Linked DNA regions of Mus musculus: region 1 is linked to region 2. Evidence: chromatin contacts called from public HiChIP or PLAC-seq data. All regions are on one chromosome and are shown on one strand. Each heading gives the region's core, a stretch centred on a gene start, on an enhancer-like site or on the middle of the called end of the contact. The rest is flanking DNA. Distances are from core to core; before and after follow the strand shown.

Region 1 (4,802 bases), core at 335-2,834, 440 kb after region 2:
GCAGAGGCAGGCGGATTTCTGAGTTCGAGGCCAGCCTAGTCTACAAAGTGAGTTCCAGGACAGCCAGAGCTATACAGAGAGACCCTGTCTCCAAAAAAAAAAAAAAAAAAAAAAAAAAAAAAAAAAAAAAGTGTTTTGGCTTGGTTTGCTTATTTATGTAAGAAATCACTGCTCAAGAATGAATGGAAGGGGTTGGGGATATGGCTTAGTGGTTAAGAGCACTGACTGCTCTTCCAAAGGTCCTGAGTTCAAATCCCAGCAACCACATGGTGGCTCACAACCATCTGTAATGAGATCTGACACCCTCTTCTGGAGTGCCTGAAGATTGCTACAATGTACTTGCACATAATAAATAAATAAATCTTTAAAAAAAAAAAAAAAAGAATGAACAGAAGGGGCAGGAGACTAAGTTGAAAACAGGCTAGCTTTCCCAAGGTATCTTTGCACCAGAGAAATGGGCTGCAAGTGTGAAAACTTCAGACCACGCGAGTGGCGAGTGCCTCCATATGGACTCCACAGTGGATAGAGGACCTGAAGGAACCTTGTGCTTATAGCTGGATGGGGCAGTTCCCATGGTCCTCTGCTGCCTCCCCCTGGAGAGGGCAGGAAGGGAGTTCTGCCCTCCTTCCAGCCGGATGCAGCTTGCTTTCTCTTCCTCATACCTGCCCCACCCAGCTCCTGGAGTTCAGACACTGGATTAAGGATCGCCAGAGAAGCAGACATGATTGAGATGAGAGGGCAGAAGGAAAGAAAGGGAAGGAGAGAGGCATTGATTTATTGCTGTGAAGGATTGGCTCACAGATCATGGAAGCTGAGAAGTACCAAGATCTGTCGCTAGGAGCTGTCACAGTAGAGCATAGTCTTAGTCCTGAGAACGACAGGTGGGAGTCCTGGTGGGAGGCTGAACCAGCAATGCCACCTCCTAGGGCAGGAGGACAAGCAGAGCTTGGTCTTCTGCTCTTTGTTCAGTGGATTGGATGCTGCCCCTCACCTGAGTGATGGCAGATCTTCCTTCTAGAAGCCGAATGACCAAAAGTGAACATTCTCCTGGGAACACCCTCACAGACATATCCAGAAATAACATTTTATTTATTTTTTTTTTTGTCACATCACACACACAGACGAGACAGACAGAGAACTTAGATATACCCAGCCTTAATGCTCATATGACAGATCCTGGAGTAGGGACTAGTGGAGGGTGGGGGTTGGAAGGTGGAGTGCACCGTGGGAGGTTGGTATGGATTGGGCAGGGAGAACTCAGTCTAGACACTCGTTCAAAGTCTTAAAAACACTTGAGGAGCAAGAGAGTGGGCAAGCATAAAGAGGGAGACTTATTAAGTAGAGAGTCTGAACAGGGGGCCTCCTAGGGGGGAAAGACAGGGCAAGGAGCTCCTCTCAGAATCCTATAGTCAGGCCTTAACCATCTCTGATCTGAGTGAGGGGTGGGCTGGCTCAGGCCTCCAAGGGCACCCTGAGAAGGAGGCCATGAGAATGGTTCATCTTTCTTCCTGTTGGTCAGTGGATAGGGCAGGCAGAGCCTGGGCTGCAGGTCTTCACTTCCACTTCCTCTTCTGAAGTCTAGAGTCGCTCAGACTCAGTCATTGTCTGATGAAACCACGCTACCACACAGAAGTTCGCTACACGCTCCCAAGTGTGTGAAGGAGATCAGACTAAAACATCTGTACCTCACCCCACATCCAGGACTCAGGGGAAGAAGGGTCAAACCAGTGATGTGGCTTCCTGCCCCTGGCTTGGTGTTCTGAGTCTGGTCTTAGAACCTCTTGTCCTTTGGTAGCATTTAAGGTCAGAGTAGGTGGGAGGGTAGATGCGTTGACCGTGGGAGGCCTGCCTCTGTCCCTATCTTTGCCCTGCCAGTTCTCAGTGCCCTTTGGAAGTTTATAGTCATATAAATCGCAGAGTCCCATACCAGGCTTAGAGCCTGTGACTATAAATAGACATGAAGTAAACAAGGTGGCAGATGCAGGGGCTTGGGACAAGACAGAAAATCTGCCCCTCTTCGCTTGGTCAGGGGCCAAGGCACATCCGTGGAAAGGGATAGCTTCTCTCTTCACCTCTCTTCCCCTGACTGCTGGCTTCTGGCTGCCCATGACTCTGGGCTTCTAGTCCTTTCTCTCTGGGGAATATCATCCAAGGCGATTTTCCGCTCCAAGTCTCCCTACTGGCTTGTTCGGTTTCATCTTGGCAAGTCAAGAGGACGGTGGGGTGTCTCCATTACTCTCACTACCCCCGCCCCAACACTCACATGCTGGCTCCTTCCACCTGCTTCATACTCTGTACCCAGTTCCTCTAACAAGTCTAAAAAGGTGTTGCCCCTGCTAACCACAGCTCTACCACCAGGGGTGCCCGGATTCCTCCTCTGCTCTAACAGCGGAAGGGATGTTAATGCTCTCAGGCAGGCAACTTACTAAGAAAACTGGAGAAAGGAAACACAGAATCTCACTTCCTAGCCAATATTCCTTGCCCAAGTACAGATCATAATAGCACACAGATTTCCTGCCATTGAGATTGACTGACAGCTGCCTTGTTAATTGGAGTTTCTTCCCATCACTCCTGGGCTTTGGCGCTGGATCCCAGGGCAGAGACAATTTAGGTGGCACTGCTTGGTGATTCTAGCCTGCCTTTCTTCAGTCCCACAGCTGGGCTGATTTACTGCTCTGCACTTGTCCTGGTCACAGCAGTTCCTCGACTCCAAGTGTCCCTTGAGAGATTTCAGGCTTCACTCACTTTCAGTACAATTAACTGTCTTTGTCCATCTCAGAAGTCTGAATATTCAGCCCTGAAATAGCTTTACTCCTTCCCAAGTCCAGCTCTCCAAACACTATAGAAATTAGAACAGGCCAGACAGTGGTGGCACACTCCCTTAGTTCCAGAACTTGAGAGGCAGAGGCAGGTGGATCAAGGACAAACCTGGTCTACAGAGCATGTTCCAGGACAACCAGGACTACGAAGAAATTAGAACTGGAATGTAGTATTTTCCTTTTCCAGGTAAAGAACCTAAAAGCAGAGAGGCTCAGTGCCAATCACAGTGAAACAGCTAACAGCATCCTTGATGACAAGGCTCATGCCCAGGCTGGGAGTATTTCTCTGTAAAGCTGGGATCTTTATCCAGACCTTCAACCTCCCAGCTCCTGGCAACTTTCTTTCATCCCGAGAAACAGCATAGCTGCTTTCATGGGTCCCTTATCCTCTGAACCCAGTCTCCCGCCGTCCGTCCACTTAAGCAGGGAAAGGGAAGAGAGGGGTTCTGAGCTTCTGTGAATGTGAATGTATGTTTCTCTGCTTCCAGCTCTTTCCAAAGCCCATTCCCTGAATCATCTGATAGCTTGTTGGGCAGATGATCCTGAATCACATCCTGGAAGTCTATCTTCATAAGGCCTGGAGAAATGGGAGTTATCTCTCCCCTGTGGGACTCCGCTCTTTCTCCTCCAAAATGTCAAGTTCCTAATTTGTTTATTTTTGAGTCAGGATTTTATGTAGTCCAGGCTGGCCCCGAAAGCACTGTGCACCCAAAGATATCCTTGAACTTCTGATCTCCGACCTTCACCTGAGATGAGCAAGTGTGCATTTGTGTTAGTATCCAACCTAGGTCTTCATGTGTGCTAGCCAAGCCCTCTATTAACTAAGTTACAGCCCCAACCCCGAGTTTCCTAATTTGATTGGCACAGAAAAACCAAAACTGCTTTAAAAGTGATAGCACCTGTGTCCTAGATGTGCACACACTCACTGTACATATGCACTGTGCTCTCAGCCCCAGTCTGTTTGAGAGGTCTTAGTCTGCTCCTGCTGCTATAACAAAATGTAAGTCACTAAAAATTATTCCCCACACTGTTCAAGGCTAGCAGAAGACTCAGGGTCTGGTCAAGGCTCCCTCTCTGCTTCATAGATGGTACATCTTGCTGCACCCTCAAATAGTAGGGTATAGACAGATAGGCTCCCCCAAACCCCTTCTTGTTTTTTTGTTTTTTGTTTGTTTCTTTTTTTATTTATTATTATATCTAAGTACACTGTAGCTGTCTTCAGATGCACCAGAAGTGGGCATCAGGTCTCATTATGGATGGTTGTGAGCCACCATGTGGTTGCTGGGATTTGAACTCAGGACCTTCGGAAGAGCAGTCGGTGCTCTTAACCACTGAGCCATCTCTCCAGCCCTGTTTTTAAGACAGGGTTTCTCATTGTAGTCCTGGCTGTCCTGGAACTCGCTTTGTAGACCAGGTTGGCCGCAAACTCAGACAGAGATCCACCTGCCTCTGCCTTCCAAGTGCTGGGATTAAAGGTGTGCATCACCACCACCTGGCTTCCTCCCAGCCCTTTAGAAGGACATTAATTTTATTTTTTAGATTTTTTTCTTTTATGTACATGAGTGCTCTGTTTTCATGCACAGCAGAGGAGGGAATCAGGTTTCATTAGAGATGTTTGTGAGCCTCCATGTCAGTGCTAGGGATTGAACTCAGGACCTTTGGAAGTGCAACCAGTGCTCTTAACCACTGAGCCATCTCTCTGGCCCCTAACAGACATGAAGGCAGGTTCTTACAACCTCACAGACAGCTCTTAATACTGTTTATTGTAGTGAAGGTTAAATTTCAACAAGGATTTTAGAGGGGTACAAACATTCAACCTCCTAAATTGGAATCTTAGGGTCCGTATGTCAAAGGAGTCACAGGAAGAGAAAATAAAAAAAACAGTGGTTGGATGGGGGGAGCTGGAGAGTGAGAATATGCTTCCCTGTGGTTCTCTTGAGGGCAGAGGCTGAGGGAGGCACAGGTAATGAAGGCAAGGAGAAA
Region 2 (5,247 bases), core at 849-3,348:
CTGTCTCCTGTAACTGTTGGTTCAGGCCATTGAGCTTTGTTAGGGACAAATGTGCATTTGTTTGTGGCCAAGGCCTAAATTGACAAACTTGTAAATCTCTGTATATAGATTAGCTGTAACCCGACTGTTCTTTGTTTACTGTTTTATATATTATGGGGTTTTTTTTTCCTTTGAAAATGAAAGGTGTTGGTTTAGGATGGCACTTTGAATTATGTAAATCAGTGAATGGTAGATTTCCTTTACATCTGTCCTTTTCTTCCTAATAGTTTTTATTTTTGAAGTGCCTCCCACATAGGGTTAGGCCATGACTATTTAGGGTATGAGCACCTAACTTCTTATGACTCAGATATGTTGGGAAGTGCAGTAACTCCTGGGAATTAACCTTAATAGCAGATCCGCATGTGAAATGTTCTGACATTGTTAAGTAAGGGTAAGGGGACTGACCAGTGGTCTCCTTTGTCCTTGAACAGTTGTCATTTAATCGCAAAGACCTGTTAACTACTGGTTTAATCGAATCAGTCCTTAATTCTTGCATGTTTGTATCTAATTTTTAAAAGAAAGAATAAGTATATGTTAACAATATGTATACTTTTTCTTTTAATCAGAGATTCTGAAAACTTCATGTTATTTTAATTTAGATTTGGTGAATTTAAGGGTTTTGAGCATGAAGCTGGCACATAGTGTCTGCAGGATTATTATTCTTTAATCATGGCTAGCTATCTAGTAACGTCATAGATTTTCAACAGTCTTTTGTTACCTTGCTTTCCTCCAGTTCTACATAGCTTTTGAACTTTGAGCTGAGGGGGGAGAGAGAAGAGGGAGCTTGAAACATTTTCCTTTCTAGAACTCCAGTGTGAGCTTGTGAGGTAGTCTTTTAGCACTATATAGAGTGGACCCAGGGAGGCCCAAGAACCAGAGGCCCAAGAGTGTGCTGAAATGTGCCGCCTCCTTAGGGTGCGAACCTTTGCGATAGGATGTGCTGTGAAACCTAAGTCAAGGTTGGTTTTGAAGGCTGGGGTGAGGGGCAAAATTGTTACTAGATATTAAGACCGTTTAATGTTCCTTAGCGTTCTGAATCCATCTCATGCCTCAGTGAGAATTACAAGGTTTTATTCAGAGCGTTTCAGAGTTTCATACGGAATCAGGAATTGAACAAGTTGCTTTTTGTTTAATGTTGGCTTTCAATAATCACATGGGATGATCTTCTGGACATAAGTGAAAACATGTCCAGGTCTCTACTGTCATTGCTGTAGGATAAAGTGCTCTGCCATCTTCCATGGTTATGAATATTTATTAATGTTGGAATAACATTTCATTGTTTAGATCACAGCTCAGTTCCTATAGAAAACGAACTGTAAACCTATCTGCAGACCATGCAAGAGGCACAATAAAACTTGAAGTGAATGTGTGCTGTGCTGCTTTTTCTCTGGGTTCTCCCTTTTTTTCCCTCACATCTCTTGATCCCTTAGGTATCCGAAGCTATTTCAGTGTAGGCTGGATTGAAGACAGCCCTGCCCTCCTGCCTTCCACAGCAAAGATTTTTCTCAGAAAAGTACATTTGTTTTTGTTTTTAAGTAAGTTGCTCTGTTTACTACAGGTAAAATTTGTGTGAAGTTGGGGGGGGTGTCACAGAGTTCCTCACTGGAACATGGCTTCATTTCCTTAGATAAAGGAATTTTGGTGGTGGAGGGGGGGGGTGGGTCGCCTAAAGAGGAGGCTGTACTATGAACAGTAGTTGATCTCCACATCTGAGTTTAGGTCTTGGCTGTCAAGCCTCCAGCATGATCAGGAAGCGGGGGGGGGGGGGGGGGGGGGGGGGGTGTGAGTAAAAATGGCTGCTCCGTACCCCAAGTTTACTGAAAAAGGAGATACGAAAGGTTTACACTAACATCTGTATGTATATATCCCCGGGTTGGAAGAAGGGGCTTCAGTGAGTGGACGCTAACTTTAAGCCCTCGTGGAGATTTCTTCTGGGGCCTTGTTACCTGTCCTCGTGGAAGAGGCGACGACTGCTCCTCCCTGCTTCGTGTGGCGAGCGCGGCTCCTTTAATGGGCGGGACCGGAACTGGCTGAGGCGGGGGGCGGGGCGCTCACGGCCGTTTCAGCATGGCGGCCGGCGCGGCGGCTGCTTTAGCGTTCTTGAACCAAGAGAGCCGAGCCCGAGCTGGGGGCGTCGGGGGCCTGAGGGTCCCGGCCCCGGTCACAATGGACAGTTTCTTCTTCGGTATTGAACGCGGGAGTGGCAGAGTGGTACGGGGCGGGTGAGGCGTGGCCGAGGAAGGCGGCCGGGCGCCGCTGTGGCCGGGCGCAGCTGTGGGCCGAGGGCTCCTCGCTCGCTCGCCCTAACCGGTTCTTCCCGAGTGGGATGCCCGTCCACGTGTTCTGGGCGAGCAAGCGGCCGGTTCCCCCCCCGCCGCCGCGGCACATGGCCGGGTGGAGGGGACAGCGGAGTTTGTGGAGCGTCCTCGCGCGCTGTCCCCTCCACGCGTGTACCCAGGCGACACTCGCTGGCTCTTGCAGGTTGTGAGCTCTCCGGCCACACCCGCTCCTTCACTTTCAAGGTTGAGGAGGAGGATGACACGGAGCACGTGCTGGCGTTGAACATGGTAAGGGGCCGCAGAGGGAGTTGGAGATGCGGGGGGCTAGCCGACACTCCGCCTGTCGCCCCTCTCCTCCACCCTCTGGTCCCCGCATCCGGTGCCACTGGGACTAGGCCGATTTTGGGGTAAGACGCCTTGGCTTTGGTGTCAGCCCTCCCTCACTTGAGACGCTGAGGTTCTGCCTGCCTTTCAGCTGTGCCTTACCGAGGGGGCCACGGACGAGTGTAATGTGGTGGAAGTTGTGGCCCGGGATCACGACAATCAGGAGATTGCAGTTCCTGTGGCCAACCTCAGGTTGTCTTGCCAGCCCATGGTGAGTTGGAGCCGTTCATTCCTCTCGGAGTCTGGTGGGACTGAGAACTTCGGTATTGATCTCCAAGTGGGTGGGCCAGCACGGCTCAGCCCGTCATTCTTGTCTTCCAGCTCAGTGTGGATGATTTCCAACTCCAACCACCTGTCACCTTCCGCCTGAAGTCCGGTTCTGGCCCAGTTCGGATCACTGGCCGGCATCAGATCGGTGAGAAGAGTGGGCCCTCTCCACTCCCGACTTACCCCAGTCTCATCTCCTAGTGTGTCCTGCATCTCAGGCTATGGTTCCAGTATTCTGTGCCTCCCACTGCCTCCTTCAGGCCTGGGAACTTGCTGTACCCTGCCTGCCCCAGGGGTCCAACTCCAGCGAGGTGGGTGGGCTCTTTTCCATCTAGACTTGGGGACTCTGGGAGATGAGGTTCCCTGTCAGCCTAGCAGCTGAATGAGTGGCTCTATCCTTGTGTATCCACCAGTTTGTATAAACAACGACCTTTCTGAAGAAGAAAGTGATGATGAGAGCGAAGAAGATGAAATTAAGCTGTGTGGCATCCTTCCTGCCAAGAAGCACAGGGGCAGGCCTTAGCCCCCTGGTGAGTGTGTGGGTGGAGGGTGGGGTCGGTTGGTGGGATTCCCGAAGGATCTGGGAAGTTTAGGGGCAGCAGGTGAGGAGGAAGACTCTGACTTCATTCTTGCTTTTCTCAGATCAGGTAACTGCTTGCTACAGGTGCCATGCTCCGTATGTTCCTGGACAAGTTCAAGAATGGTTTTCTCGATGAAGAGAATAGGGGGTGGGAGGGAGGGATGGACTGTGGTTCCTGAGGCTTCCCTTTTCTATTGGGGTGGGACAACCTTTGAACACCTCTTCTGACCCACCTAACCCAGATTCAGTCCCCAGCACTGCAAAAAAAAAAACAAAAAACAAAAAACAAAAGAACATGAAGTTCAGAACACATTTTTAACACTTTGTACTTTTTTTGATAAATATCTAAATAAAGTGGTGTACGGTTGGTTGTTTTGCAATCCTTGTGTGGCTTTTTCAATGCTGAGATGACATTTCCCCAGGGACCACCAGGTGGCACTGTGGCCGCACAAAGGTTGACCTAGCTCTTGAGTTGGTGAGATGTGGGATCCGATTCCCCAGGGCTTTGGGCCCAAAGCAGGCCTAAGTTCCTCGGCCTTGCTTGCAGAGGGGACCTCTCATTCCAGCCTGTTCCATGTTCCTGCAAGTGGGGGAGGGCCGTCACAGGAGGTTATCAGCTTCCAAACAAGGGGTCTGGGCCTCTGTCAGCACTCAGGCTGATGGGCAGGGGGACAGATAAGTGGACTTAAGAAACCTGAGGAATGCATCTCGAGCCCCATGAGGGGCTAGGCCCAGGGAGAGGGCCTGTGAGGGGTGGGGACCAGTCTCTGCTCCTTTGGTCTTTCGAGGTAGGTTCAGGGCCCTTAGAAACCTGATTCCCAGGGCCAGATGGAGGGAACTGGCCAGATTGGGTGACAGGGAAACCAGAATCCGGGTGGCCTGGCATATGGGGGCAGAAAGAGCCCCTGGGAATCAACCTCGGCTGAGGGGTTACCCCCCCTGCCCCCAGCACTCTGCCATACTGTCTTATCCCTAGACCGAGGTGGTTCTTGGGCCTGCCTACTGTTATGCCAGGAAGAGAAAAAGGGGTTGCTTGTGTGAGGACTGTGCACCCCCGGGGTCAGCAGTTCAGCAGTGTTGATGGGTTGGGATGGGTGGGGATCAGTGTCCTACAAACAAACAAAAGGTTACTTCCCCAGACAAGCTGAAGACTGACAGAGAACAGGGCCTGAGATTCAGGCCAATTCACACCAGCTGACCAACAAGTAGGGGGCTGGTTTGAGTTCAGGCCATTAACTTCAAGAGTGTCCCCTACAGTAGAGAAAGCGGTACCTAACCCAGGTGTGGTAGCACAGGAGACAAGAAAATCAGGAACTGGTATCCCGCTTGGGCTTCATGGGGTAGGGGTTCCTCCTGACTGTACAAGTGTTCCCCCATCTATGCGAGGAATTAGGGGTAAGTTTTCAGACTCCCTTTTTCTCAAGTGAAAGATGCCTGTCTGTGTTTCAGGGGTCAGGGTCGCGGGTGCCTTTTCTAGAGTCCCGGACCTTACCTCCAGGTGTTTCCACCACGGCCCTGGCTAGGAGCCATTAGCAGAGGATCGAATGGGAGGGGAAGGTGGAACTAGCGCCCTCTGGTGGGCGTGTTTAAAACTGCTCGTGGTCGTACAGCTCTATGTGGGTTCAATGATAGCTAAATTTAAGGCAGGATAGGAGGGAATAAGTCACTTAAGTTTTGAGTGCAAATGTGTTTTCGTTC

The links. HiChIP or PLAC-seq counts read pairs in DNA pulled down with a chosen protein or histone mark.
Region 1: a RAD21 HiChIP or PLAC-seq map of pro-B cells shows a contact between it and region 2, with 3 times the contacts expected there. The contact joins the enhancer-like site here to the promoter of Npm3 in region 2. A contact is called at or near these places in 12 of 39 promoter capture datasets (the 3T3-L1 cell line, the C10 cell line, the HPC-7 cell line and 8 more), 2 of 15 datasets of contacts at CTCF or cohesin (large pre-B cells and pro-B cells), 26 of 484 Hi-C or Micro-C datasets (the Ba/F3 cell line, the G1E-ER4 cell line, LSK cells and 6 more), 23 of 115 datasets of contacts at active chromatin or transcription factors (astrocytes, bone marrow-derived macrophages, cardiomyocytes and 14 more) and 2 of 9 other capture datasets (embryonic stem cells and embryonic tail).

Annotation. Positions count from the first base shown.
Region 1 is chr19:45,304,918-45,309,719 of GRCm38.p6, reverse strand. No RefSeq gene overlaps it. Among named protein-coding and RNA genes, the nearest start is that of Gm29595, 4.0 kb to the right of the region's middle. Within about 2 kb of position 1,584, at least 59 of the 459 cell types and tissues checked have an H3K27ac peak or open chromatin away from gene starts, as enhancers often do. A contact at or near this core is called in the Ba/F3 cell line, the G1E-ER4 cell line, the HPC-7 cell line and 2 more, where this site is marked.
Region 2 is chr19:45,746,416-45,751,662 of GRCm38.p6, reverse strand. Npm3 (nucleoplasmin 3) reads left to right here and starts at 2,098. Exons shown (of 6, transcript NM_008723.2): 1 at 2,098-2,224; 2 at 2,521-2,606; 3 at 2,794-2,913; 4 at 3,024-3,117; 5 at 3,383-3,499; 6 at 3,612-3,929. The coding sequence starts at 2,107. The coding sequence ends at 3,492. It overlaps Oga (O-GlcNAcase), which reads left to right. Exons shown (of 16, transcript NM_023799.4): 16 at 1-1,408.